Linked DNA regions of Columba livia: region 1 is linked to region 2. The links are chromatin contacts, called in public Hi-C maps. All regions are on one chromosome and are shown on one strand. Each heading gives the region's core, a stretch centred on a gene start, on an enhancer-like site or on the middle of the called end of the contact. The rest is flanking DNA. Distances are from core to core; before and after follow the strand shown.

The links. Hi-C and Micro-C count contacts between places; a contact is called where the count stands out from the background.
Region 1: a Hi-C map of liver shows a contact between it and region 2, with 2.8 times the contacts expected there. The contact joins the promoter of HIPK2 here to the enhancer-like site in region 2. A contact is called at or near these places in 2 of 2 Hi-C or Micro-C datasets (crop and liver).

What each region holds. Positions count from the first base shown.
Region 1 is chr1:149,625,389-149,631,312 of bColLiv1.pat.W.v2, reverse strand. HIPK2 (homeodomain interacting protein kinase 2) reads right to left here and starts at 2,452. Exons shown (of 15, transcript XM_065037994.1): 1 at 2,222-2,452. The coding sequence starts at 2,240.
Region 2 is chr1:149,375,914-149,382,016 of bColLiv1.pat.W.v2, reverse strand. All of the region lies in intron 9 of TBXAS1 (thromboxane A synthase 1), which reads left to right. Among named protein-coding and RNA genes, the nearest start is that of SPIC, 43 kb to the right of the region's middle. Within about 2 kb of position 4,131, at least 1 of the 3 cell types and tissues checked has an H3K27ac peak away from gene starts, as active enhancers do.

The sequences.
Region 1 (5,924 bases), core at 1,203-3,702, 250 kb before region 2:
CTATCAGCCTTTACGCTACCCACTGGCTCCTGCGACTTGGGTTATTCACCTACTTTAAGGCTCGAGGTGTGCCGCAGAGCCTGGCCACGGACCCTTCTGTGTCGCTTGCAAGCAATCTGTTTTTACGGGTTGCTTTTCAGGGCATTTTTTCCATCCGCTCCCTCTTTCCAGTCAGGCAGAAGCTCGGGCGCCGCTGAAGTTAGGATGCTCTAGGGAACCGCTAAACTTCCACCGCACGCTTCGGTGCGGCACCACCGCCTCCTCCCCAGGAGGAAGCCGGCGCCCTGCCCGCCCTGGCTGCGGCCGAGGCCTCCTCTCCCTTCCCTTCCCTTCCCCTCCCCTCCCCTCCCCTGCCCTGCCCGGCTCCGGGGAGGCGGCTGTGCCGGCGCTCGGCGGGCGCCCGCTGCGGCGCGCCGGGAAGGGGGAGCGCGGCCGGCCTGACCGCAAGGCCCTGCGCCCTCACTCCGCCCCCGGCCGCTGCGGAGCCGCCGGGCGCCGCCGCCCGCCGAGGTGCCACCGCACCGCCGCCTGCCCGGGGGATGCGGCCCGGCGAGAAGCGAACTTCAGAGGGGAATCGCCGCATTACCCTCTCTGCCAGCGGCGCCCGCTCGGGAGGGGCCGGGCAGGCTCAGCGGCGGGGGCTGCGATGCCGGGCCAGGCCTCACCGGCCCGCCGGTGGCCCGGGGCCGCGCCGAGGGGGGACAGGCCCGGCCCGGCGGGGGGCTGCGGGCGGGGGCTGGGCAGGTACGCGCCGGGACTGCGAGACCCCGCCGCGGCCAGGGGGCGGCGGCAGCGAAACGGCGGCGGCCTCCCCCTGCTCGCCGCAGGCCCCCGCGGCCGCCGGCTAACGCTGGAGGCGCTGGGGGCTGCCCGGGCACAGGCCGGGGGGGCTGCCCGGGCCCGGGGACCGAGGCCGCTCGGCGGTGCGGCGCGACCGGCAGAGGGCGCCAGCGGCGGGCCGGCTCGGACCGGCACCCCGGGCCCGCCGCGGCCCCTCCGCTGGCACCGGCCCGCCGCCGCACAGGGCCCCGCTACCGCCGCCGCGGCCCCTCCGCGCCCCCCGGCGGCGCCGCCGCCCCCAGACTCCAGCAGCCCGGTGTCTGGCAGCGCCGAAGGCGGGGAGGGACGGCCGTCCTTCCTCCGCTGCCGAAAACGCTCCTCTTTGTCTGCCTGTCTCTCGCGGGGTCCAAACTCCGCACCGCCGGTGAGCCCGGGGCTGCCCAGAAATAACCCGGCGGGCCGGTAACTTTACACCGCCCGCCGGGCGCCCTCCGCTCGGGCGCTGCAGCCCGGGCTCGATTTTCTCCTCAGATAAGTTTTACCGTCCTCGCCATAGGGAGAAAAGTACCGTGTTCCCCTGTCCCCCCCACTCCCGCCGCCGGGCGCCCGGGTCTCCGCCGCCACGGACCGACCGGTCCCCGGCCGGGATAAAGCGACGGCCGGGTGGGCGTCCCTGCGGTTTATGCAACGCTGCCCGGCCAGCGCCGAGCCGGGAGGGCTGACGGAGGAGGGGATTTAAATGAACCCTGGTATCTTCGTTGTTTTTTAACAGCCACCCTGAAATACGCTCCGATCTAACACACGTCCCCCCCCCCCCCCTTTTTTTTTCCAACCCCAAAAAACAAAGTTGGGGCACTTGGGCTTTTCGCCGCAGCCCGGGCTGGGCTGAGGCTGAAGCCGGAGGAGCTGACAGGCGGCTGCCGGCAGCCCCGTCCCCCGCCGCCGCTGTCCGCCAGGTCTCCGCGCCCCGAAGGAGCACCCCGGCGGGGGGAACTCTTGGGAAACCGGTGAAAGGAGCGGGGTGGCCGGTCCTGGAAATGAAAACTGCAGCGAGGGGCAGGCAGGCAGGCACACACACGCACACACACGGAGGCGCAGGGCAAGCTCCGTCCACCTCATTGTTCTGCTCGGCACCGGCACGGACTTCACCCACCGCCCCCCGCCGGGGCCCGAGCGCCCGGGACCGCGGGGCGGGGGAGCGATGGGGCGAGGGGGTGTGGGGGGGGCAGAGCCGGTCGGCGACCCGCGCCTCGCCCCGCTCCCCGCCGGGCGCCGGGCAGGGCGGGGGTGCCCCGCCGCCAGCCTCCCCGCAACAACACCGGGGGCACGGCGAGCCGCGGGCGGCCGGGGACCCCCGGTGTGTCCCCGTGTCCCCCCCCCCACCGCGGCAGAGCAAGGGGTACCGGCAGGGTGGGCCGGGCTGTGCCGGGCCAGGGCTTACCTTCGTACATGGGGGCCATCGGTGCAAGGACGCCTGTTATTCATGGCAACGCCGCCACGAACGACGCGAGATCGCAGCCCCCCAAACTCAACACACATCTGCCATCTTGAGCGGGTGTCTCTCGGCGGAGGCGAAGCTGCCGCCTGCCTTCTGCATCGCTGCCCGCCTCAGCGCGGGGGGAGCCGGGCACATCCAGCCCCGCTGCCGGCCCTCCGACGCGGCCAGGGCGGGTGGACGAGCGGGCGGGGGGCGGCGGCGCCGGGCCGGGCCGGGGCCGGGGCCGGGGCGAGGCGCGGGGCCGGGCAGGGGCGGCGGGCGGCAGGGCCCCCCCGGCTCGGGACGGCGGCGCTGGGGAGGGAGGGAGGGAGGGAGGGAGGGAGGAAAGGAGAGAGGGAGGGAGGAAAGGAGGGAGGGAGGGAAAGAGGGAAGGAGGGGGGCTGGCGCGGTGCCCCCGCTCTCAGCGCGGCATGGCTGCGTGTGCCGGGGCGCCTGCAAAAGTTGCACTGGGGGTGAGAGAAAGGGAGAGAGAGACGGAGGGAGAGAGAGGGAGACGGAGACCGAGACGGAGAGGAGGGAAAAAAAAAAGGCCAAAAAAAAAAAAAAAAAGGCGTAGGGAGTTTGCAAATAATCAAGCGCCGATGGCACTGATCGCGGCTTCCCAGAAGGAGAGAGAGCGAGCGAGAGAAACCCTCTGCTGAGATTATGTGGGATCTTGTTTAACAACACATTTCAATCAGGAGAAAAAAGGAACAGTCAACAGAAGTTGGTGAAACACTTCTGTCTTCTTCTCCCCCCCCCCCCCATAGAAAAGAGAGGAAGGGAAAAAAATAAAAAAGGCTGCTGATTGAAGCTTTGCAATTCACTGGCTGTGGGGATCGTATAATTTGAGCTCATGTTTTACAATAGCATGGAAAATTCCTACCTCTCCCCCTCTCCCCAAATAAACCTTCTATTCCCTCAAGGCATTTCACAATCTGGTTCACTGACAAAAGTTCCAGTTTATTCTTTTTTTTTTTTTTTCATTTAGCTTGCTTGCAGTGTAAATATTTAGCGGATGCGTTTAAAATAAACATACGTTGTTGCTTTTAGGATTCTGGTTGTGTTTTTGTTTGCTTATTTGTTTTTTTAAAAAAGGAACCACATCAAAGAAGTGTTTACTTGCTCAGATTGACAGCCACTACTTCCTCTCCCCCCCCAATTTTTATTTTAAAAGATCCATCTCTCCATTTGAGCTCTTGCTGTAGGAGCACCAAATGCAACCAGCATCATTTTTGTCGGTGCATACGGGAAAGGTGTAGGTGAAGCCACATTGTCTGGAGCCCCCTTTGCCTGACAGCAGCTTTATGAAGGAAGGTCAGTCACCAGGTACCCATTGCACAGGTAGGGAAGCTGAGACTCACACAAAGCCTCGGGCAAAGGTGGAAATGAAACCTCGGGCTGTGATCCTGCATTAATTCCCATCTGGATTTGCCTGCCTGGAGCTCCTTGGCAGCCAGCAGTCTGGGATCAGACCAGTGAAGACGTATTCTCTTCGTGTGTGCCTGCTGTTACGGCTGGTCCCCAAAAACTCTCTCTGCTGCTGGTGCCGGCCCAGATCTCTCCCACCACAGGATTCGATCGCAGCAGGGCTCGGCGCCTGGCTGCTCCTGTTGATGTCTCAAAGAGGAAGAGGCAAGAGGTAACTTTTATTTGGGGATTTCAGTGAGAGCCAAGTGCTCCCACCAGCCTGGCTCCTGGTCTCAAGGTTCTCAGAGGATGCCTATGCTGGCAGATAAAAGTGGGCCATGGCACAACCCATGCTGACCAGCCGATGGAGCAGGATGGCTGTGTCCCCACTGGACATGAGGACGTGATCCACAGGCTCCTGTGGGCCTGCCTTGTTTGCAAGGTATTTTCAGTGTTTTGCATGTTTTTTTTTCCCCACTGAAAAAAGCCTGAAATAACAGGAGGGCTGTCTCACAGCCAATTAGCATTCTGTTTACAACATGAAGCTGAGGATACGTGTTAAATGTTTCCGGGAGTGGCAGGCAGGGCAGGTGGAGGTGGTTGAGGGCACAGTCGACCAGGACGGCACTGAAGGACTGTGTACAGCAGAGGGAGCAAAACCTGCTGCCGTCTCATCCCTGCTTCATTTTGAGCGTGATCTCAACACCAAACATCACCGAATCCTGGAAAGAAATGGAGCTGTCTCCAGCTGGGAAAGTCCAGGCTGGAGGGCAAGCAGCATGGACAACAGCAAACACAGTATTTTAACTTGCTTTTAACCACTCTTTTATTTAGCCATGAAGACCCTCAGAGTTTGGCTCTAGGCACTGAGTCGATAACCTAACATTTTCTGGTCATCGTAATTCTGCACTGCTCTCTTCTTTTATGATAGAAGGCATTATCTGCTTTCCAAGACTACTGATGCTTGTGATCCCAACATGCTTCCTTACCCTTGATCAAAACAGCAGCCATAGAGCCCCAACTCGGAGCCACAGGGGAGACATGGAGAAGTATCAGAAAAGAGCAGAGGACAAGACCGGAGTGCAGGAGCAAGCTGCTGAAGGAACTGTCTTCACTTGTTGTCACTGCATTTTGTTGCAGCGTGGCTCCAGGTTAGCTCTCCTTGGCTGTGAAACGGGGGCAGTGGTACCAACCTCTGCTGCCTGAGACTGCACTGATGGGTTCTTTCTCCCTTGCTGTTTCACCCTGAGCTATCCTGTAGCCATCAGGCCCGTGGCAGCAACATGTCCATCAAAGCTTGCATGATGCAGGAGCTTAAAATATAAATCAAGCTTACTCCCCCACCAGAAGAAAAGAGGAAGGGGTAGGTGGACTCCCTGTGTGTGGCCTGGGCATGGCAGCAGTGCATTCTGGCCCTGTAGCTGGCAGGTGGAGTGCAGAGGGAGCAGCCAAACCTGTGTGTGACATACTTACACAAGCACTAAAGCTGCCTGGCTTCAAAGCACAGGTTATTCTGCCTCTTTTAGGGGCAAGGTGCTGAATTCGATGGATTACTTGTCTAGTCCAGAGTGGCAATTCCCAATTGTGTTTCAGGTTCTATAATCCCCAGGATATTACAGATTCTCATTTGCTGACAATAAGTCCAAAGATAGGAAAATTAATGGGGATATTTTCACCAACTAGGACCATTCTGGTCTTACATATTTTTAAAAATTGCTGCCAAATGAGGTCACAGCATATCTGGTAAATAAAAAACAGCCCCAGCAAGTCCTGACCTTAGCTAAGATTGGCTGCTTAATAAACCTGGTGCACAGAGGAATCTCATGATGTGTGGGCATGCAGAGGGAGCAGGGGTTCGCCCTGCTGCGTACAACTTTCTTCTCGGCTCCCCCCTGTCAGAAGGGACTTGGGGCATGTGGCTTGGAGCTGCGGGCTACAACCCCTTGCTGTGCTTTCCCACTGCTGTGCACAGACAGGGATGCATTTGGGAGGTGGCCCAGCTCTCAGCCAACCACTTTCTTTCCGTTCTCCCCAAAACTGAGCATCCATGCAAGGATGCTACACCCGTGGTCATATAGGGTTCCCTGTGGAGTGAATGTACCTGTCGGGAGACAGGCACCAGCAGTGAGGCCACAGCAGCCCCAAAGCAAGCCTGTCTCTCCATGGGAGAGATCATGGTCCACTCTTGTGTGTGCCTGAGACCACAGGACATGTCATTAAAATTTTGAATCCAAAGAGACTTTCCCATACCAACAGA
Region 2 (6,103 bases), core at 2,882-5,381:
CTGGACAGTGCTTTCAGCTGAAATGAATGTTTTGTGTCCGGTGCATGGGAAGGAGATTGCATTCCTGAGGAACTCTTTTGAGGAGTGCTAAGTAAACAATAAATCTCTCCACAATGGAATTTATTCTGAGTGAATTATCAGGGTTAAAAAAATACTCTGTTGCTTTCAGATCTTATCTTTGTTTACCATATCACCAAGGACAGTGACCTGCCTTTGTGCCCTAATACTGAACTGTCAGCAAGAGGGACGGGAAATGCTGCCTTCTTTATAGGCTCAGCACATAGACTTAATGAGAAGAATAACATCTTAGCAGTGGTTGTTGGGTTTGCTCAGTCTGGTTTATTCTCTTTTGTTGTCTTACTTTAGCAAACCTAGATAATCTTAGAGAAGGGCCTTTGTGACAAATTGCTGCACTCTGTCATTTAGTGACCTTCAGATATTTAAACATTATTAAGACCAAGCCGAGCTGACAAAAGAGCCTATATCCTTTTCATTTCCCATCAAGCTGAGCATGCTGCATCCTGTATGGAGCTCGGCATAGGCAGCACTCTCCAAATGTGAACCATGCTGCAGCTCCAGCAAGGAGGGAGCATGTTGGCACCCAGCAGAGCACCAGCTCCGTCCTTGCTGTGGTGACACCGGGGTCACCTGATTAATAGCTCCCCTTAATGAGAAAAGAAATATATTATGGAAAAACATATTCAAACATATTCGTAAAGCAAAGTTTAATGATGGGTTAAGTTTACTTCTTTATTTACACTAAAGAAATGTGTAAAATTTCAGTTCTGCTAGTCTGTCCACAATTTTGTTGTCCCTTCAAGATTTATCTTTATTTTTTACAATATCGGTATTAACTGACAAGCCTTACATTATCTGTGACTTAAAAAAATTTTTAAAAACTCACAGTATAGTTACAGTTAGTACTGTGTGATGATGAGGAACATCATTTGAATGGAACATCATATGTTGCCTGCCTCTGAGCATGCCAGTAGTATCTGCACAATCTCATGTTAAGGTTTACTGGTCCTATTAAGAGCGTTGGAGGAGAGGAAGAGACTTTCCCAAATGCACTTAGAAAGCTGCGTCAGGACTTGACCTCCTGACTGCGAGCCCCGTGGCTTCACCACACAACAGCTACTCCCCATGCTCCTCCTGCCCTTGCAATAACGTGCCTGGAATCTGACCCCGCATTTCCTGCTGTCATGTTGGTATCAGCTGGAGATAAATGAAGCCTTTTGTTAACTTGTTCCTTGCTTTGTAGGCTGCTTTTCTCTTCTGGTTTAAAGAAGAGGCAGTGGTGATGTGTCACTGAGGCAGAGCTACGTACACGCACTGACCATCAGCACGGTATTTGTAACATAGTGGCCTAAGTGTCTCTTGTGGTAGAGATGAGACAAGACTCCATTATAAGGAATACAAAAGGGATTTTTCTATTAAGTCCACAGGAAGCAGGGAGCAAGCCATCATCTTCCCTGGTTCTTCAGCTGCCAGCCTGTGTAATACCAAGGTGCAAAATCAGTGACGTGCATATGCACAAGGCAAAAAAAAGTCTTCCCACATCCTGACCTAGATAAATAAGAATTGGAATGAATTTTCTGACTTCACAGCACTGACACTTTGAATCTTCTGAGATTTAAAGATTTTTTTTTTATGTCATTTTTATACTATTTCAAATTGATGGATGTGTTACAGAAAATACACACGCATACATGTGTGCGCACATGAAGAGAGGCCAAAAGTACTAATACCGATTTCTCTTACCATGCTATAATGTGAAATGGGAAGCAAATGTGTCAGGAAAAGCAGTGGGTATGGACGTAAGTGCAAGATGCTCTGGCTCTTCTGAGCCACGTCGCAAATGCCTTGGGAGCTAAGGCAGGGAAAAACCATGAGGTTGCTCTAAGTTAGGCTGGCAGAAGGCAGGTCTATATATGCAAGAGTTGCAAAAGGGCGTCGCATCCACTTGCAGTTTTTCCCCCAACGTATTTCTTGCAAGAGGTGTAACTCAGGCAAAATACGATCCCAAGAAAGCTGCTTTCCAGAATGTTTTCCTTCGTAATTGATCCAAACCCTTTTTTGTTTGTTTGTTTGTTTGTTTGTTTGTTTGTTTGTTTTTTAAGTGCATTATAGGCATTATATCACTGGGACTACCAAGACGTTGCATGATGTCATTTAAGCTAGAGCTGCAAAGTTGAAATACCAGCAACGTGCCATTAGATTTGTGATTATCCTGCTTGTTCACTAGAAAGAATTGTAGGTTTCTTTACACACATGGAAGTCAAAGAAATAATAAGCACCCTTCATCAGTCAGATAGTCTCTATTTATACATCAGAGTAGGTGTGGGAATCGTGAAGTCCTGTTTTTTTCTGTTTTTTCTTGCTGATTTTCATTTTTTTACTTTTTAATTAAATTTCTTCATTTAGAGTCACAGCTGTCTGGCTTCAGCCATAGATAAGTGGATCTAAGTACGACAGCAGCAACCAAAATTTATCTTTCTTCTCCCTCTCTCCCCCTCACTTCCTCCCTTCCCCACCCCACTTCTAGTACCCAGAAGAAGCAACATGCTATCTATAGACTTAGCACAGTTTCCCCCCCAGTTACTTTGTCTGCACGTTTCAATTTCATTCTGTGTCAAGCTTTGCCAAGGTACCAAGTTTGGCATTCTCAAAAGGAGGTTTGGATGCTTAATGTCCGAGGCCCCTCTTGCAGTAATACCCTCTCCCCCCAAAAAACATGTGCTACAAAACTGTGGGCACTCTGAGGGGCAGCTTATGCTTGTGTCATGTTTATCCACGTGAAGTTCCCAGTCTTGTAGACTTTTTTTCTTTTTTTTAAAAAGGTCTGTGTGATTCTAGCTGTGCACTAGCAGCAGATGGCCAAAGGGCAGGCAAGGATGGCCCATGGTGCTCTGTAAATGGCATATTACCAGCATCCTGCCATTGCACTGCAAGTCTCTGGGTATTTGTTTTGTATTCTTTCAAATCACTTGACACTGAAGTCAGGTGTATAACCAGAACCTCATATTTCATTATTAAAACAAAAAGCAACCAACCTATTAAAAAAAAATGTTTCTAGTTGAAAAGGTAAGACTGAAAACATGAATCCTGGTTCATAAGCCAGAAGGCAAATTAAGTTCAAAATACTATTATTAGTCATAAACCTCATGTGTTTTCCAGCCAGTTTCTAAGTATGTTGGGGCCTTGCTCATAATGTTTGAGTGACCAGGGTTGGTAATATTCTGCATATGCCTATCTGCTCTTGTGTGTGTGTGACAGATCCTTTACAGGAAAAGTCTACAGCTGTACTTCAACTTCGTACTCTCAGAAAATCACTCCCTGCATCCAAATTATCCCATCTGTAGGTATCCATAGATCCTTGAGCCACAAATTGTGATAAAAACGGCACAGGATACTGTATTTTATCAGGTATTTTATGTGTGCAAAATTGGTAATGAACAACCTGCAGACCACTACGGCTTTTGCAATTTTCTGGCTTAAAAGTGCTCTTTTGTGCTGACTGGTTGAACAAATGTGTCATTTTGTGGGTGCCACCTTTGTGCCTCAGTGGCATCCGTGTCCTCCATGACAGGACTGGCTCAAATCTAGGTGGGTACCACTATGTTGGGGCAGGTTCTTCTGGGTCTCCACACTGCAGCCCAGAGTTTTTGTGACTACATAAAGTAGATTTGAGTTTTGAAAAAGAAGAAGAAAGGGTAGAATACTGGGTATTAAAGTAGTGTGGCTTTAAGTGAAATGACAGCACAGAAGTGAGGTGTGGGTAACTGTAAAAATAAGAATCTCCTTGGAAATATGGAGAGGTAAATGAGTGAGGTGGTCAGGCACTGAGACAGGAAAGGGTCAGGTTCAAAAAGCAAAAATATCATTGAGAAACAAGAGAGAGAGAACAGCAAATTGGTCTTCACACCAGGACTGTTGTGGGACTGTGAGTTAATAAATAAATAAAGGCCAAAGCAGCTTACTCATGAAGCAGAAGAAATCGTGAGCAATAATTTCCATTTGCCTTCCCTGTAAAGTCTTATATCATCCTAAAACATTCTAGAAATGACCTTATTCAGGTTACAAATTAATTCTGTATTTTCTCACTGCTGACCCTCTGACTTCATCCTGCAGCTTTTTGAGCTGTGGGGTTTTTTTCCCCTCTCTCCTGTTTGCTCTATGAGGGCTGGTGATTCAGTACTCATGGAGGGGGTCCCTCCCTGCAGCAGTACACAGTCCCCAAAACGGCTGCGCTTCCTGGGCCCGTCCTCAGCTGGCGCAGGTTGGTACAGCTGCTTTGACTCTGTGATTCAGGTCAGTGCTAAAGGAGACCACGAAATATGTGACCTCCTGAGTTGAATGCTGTTCTTTATAATCTCTTCTCCAATATGCATCTTTAAAGTCAGAAAGACCCAGGTGTCAGTTTCTCTTCTTGTTTTCTGTTCAACTTTTGTGGACACTGATAATTGCAGAAGAATTACAGATAAAAATATAAATTTTTGGTTTTGTTTTCTGGGATGAAGGACAGAAAGCCTCTCCTGGGAGAGTTCTAGTGGAGTTTTTCTGCTGGCCTTTTTTTGATTGGAAACTTTCCCATGACTTGGGTACAATTCGAGTGTCATTACAGAGGTCCAGTTGGCCCTCAAATAACCTACTGTGCCTATCAGCGTAATTGGGACCAAGTCATTGTGTGAAGTAAATCATAAACAGATGGACAGCCGTGCCATGCTGCTCTGCAAAGGGTAGAGGAAAGCAAAGACGCGAAACAGTGCCAGACTATGACACCATGATGGCTTCACTAAATCTAAGCGTGAACAGACCTAGGGAAATTTCTTTGCTCCCAGATGGAGAAGAGAGAGAGTAAGAGAAGAAAAGGAAAGAAAACCTTGAATAGGCATCTGCCAGGATTCGTCGCAGACGGCTTTATCTGGATATCTAGGGGGGTTTGTCTCAGGATAGTGTCACGGTAGCAGACACCCCAGCTCACAGCCAGCTCCTCTCTGAGCTTGGGGTAGTGGGTTTTGGACTGGCATCTATGTTTTTTGAAAGATCCTCTTCATGCATAGGAGGGAGAAAACACAAATGCTGCTTTAAGTGCTATCAAGTTTTTTCACATACTAATTGAAGATTGCTTTGTTGTATCCGAGGTGGTCAGCACTTTCCAGAGGGAGCAGAAGAGGAAAAGGCATGGAATAGCTTTGTTCAGAAAAGTTTTTCCCATTTTTTTCTCCATTTTTCATATTTTCAGCTGAAGTGTGAGAAGTCTCAACAGGAACAGACTTCTCCCTTGTGCCTTGCAGGAAGGACACATGATAAAATTTGGAGCTAGAAGTGGACATGGCATAAACCACATTGCCAGTCAAGAAATGAGGCAGCAAGTGGGACTGACACAGAACAGGTCTCACTTAGGAAACTTTGCCAGCGCTGTCTGGATGGGGAGAAAAGAGGGGTAGAGATCAAGAGTTGCCACACAGATGGGACATACCAGTGTTCCTCTGCTTCAAGACATTGCATAGCTCATCAGTTTTGAACCATATATTAAAACATTATTTCTCCTTTTGGCTCCGATCCTTTGCTTTGGGAAAGTAAGAAGAGAATGGTTAAGATTTTACCTATATTAAGCAAGAGGTGCAGGAGTCTGCAGCAGGGAATTGGAGTTTTGACACTAGTGAAGCTTCTTTCTGTACTTTTAGTACCATCAATTTCTCAAGGACACGCTGAGCCCTGAGTTATGATCTTGGCAGCTAAAAACAAAGCAAGCTCATTTTTAAGACATATTTCAATGCCTTGAAATGTATTTCTTTCTTTTTTGGTCATTCTAACTCTATATATTTGGAGCAGTATTTGCCTATTTACTCACAGAAGTCATACTGAAGCTGAAAAAAAATCAGGCTACTTATTAAGGCTCAAATTGGTGGGTACTTGACTCTTAAGGTGGTAAATTGTTGGCCTCAATCTTCAGCACCTCTGCTGGCCCCTTGTGTACAGGGAGGGATTATTTACCAGCAGCACCTCACACATGCATTTGGAAGATGACCAACTAATTAATGTTTGCTAAACACTTTGCAAGCCTCAGGGGAAAAGCAACTATGGGAAGGCAAAGTTT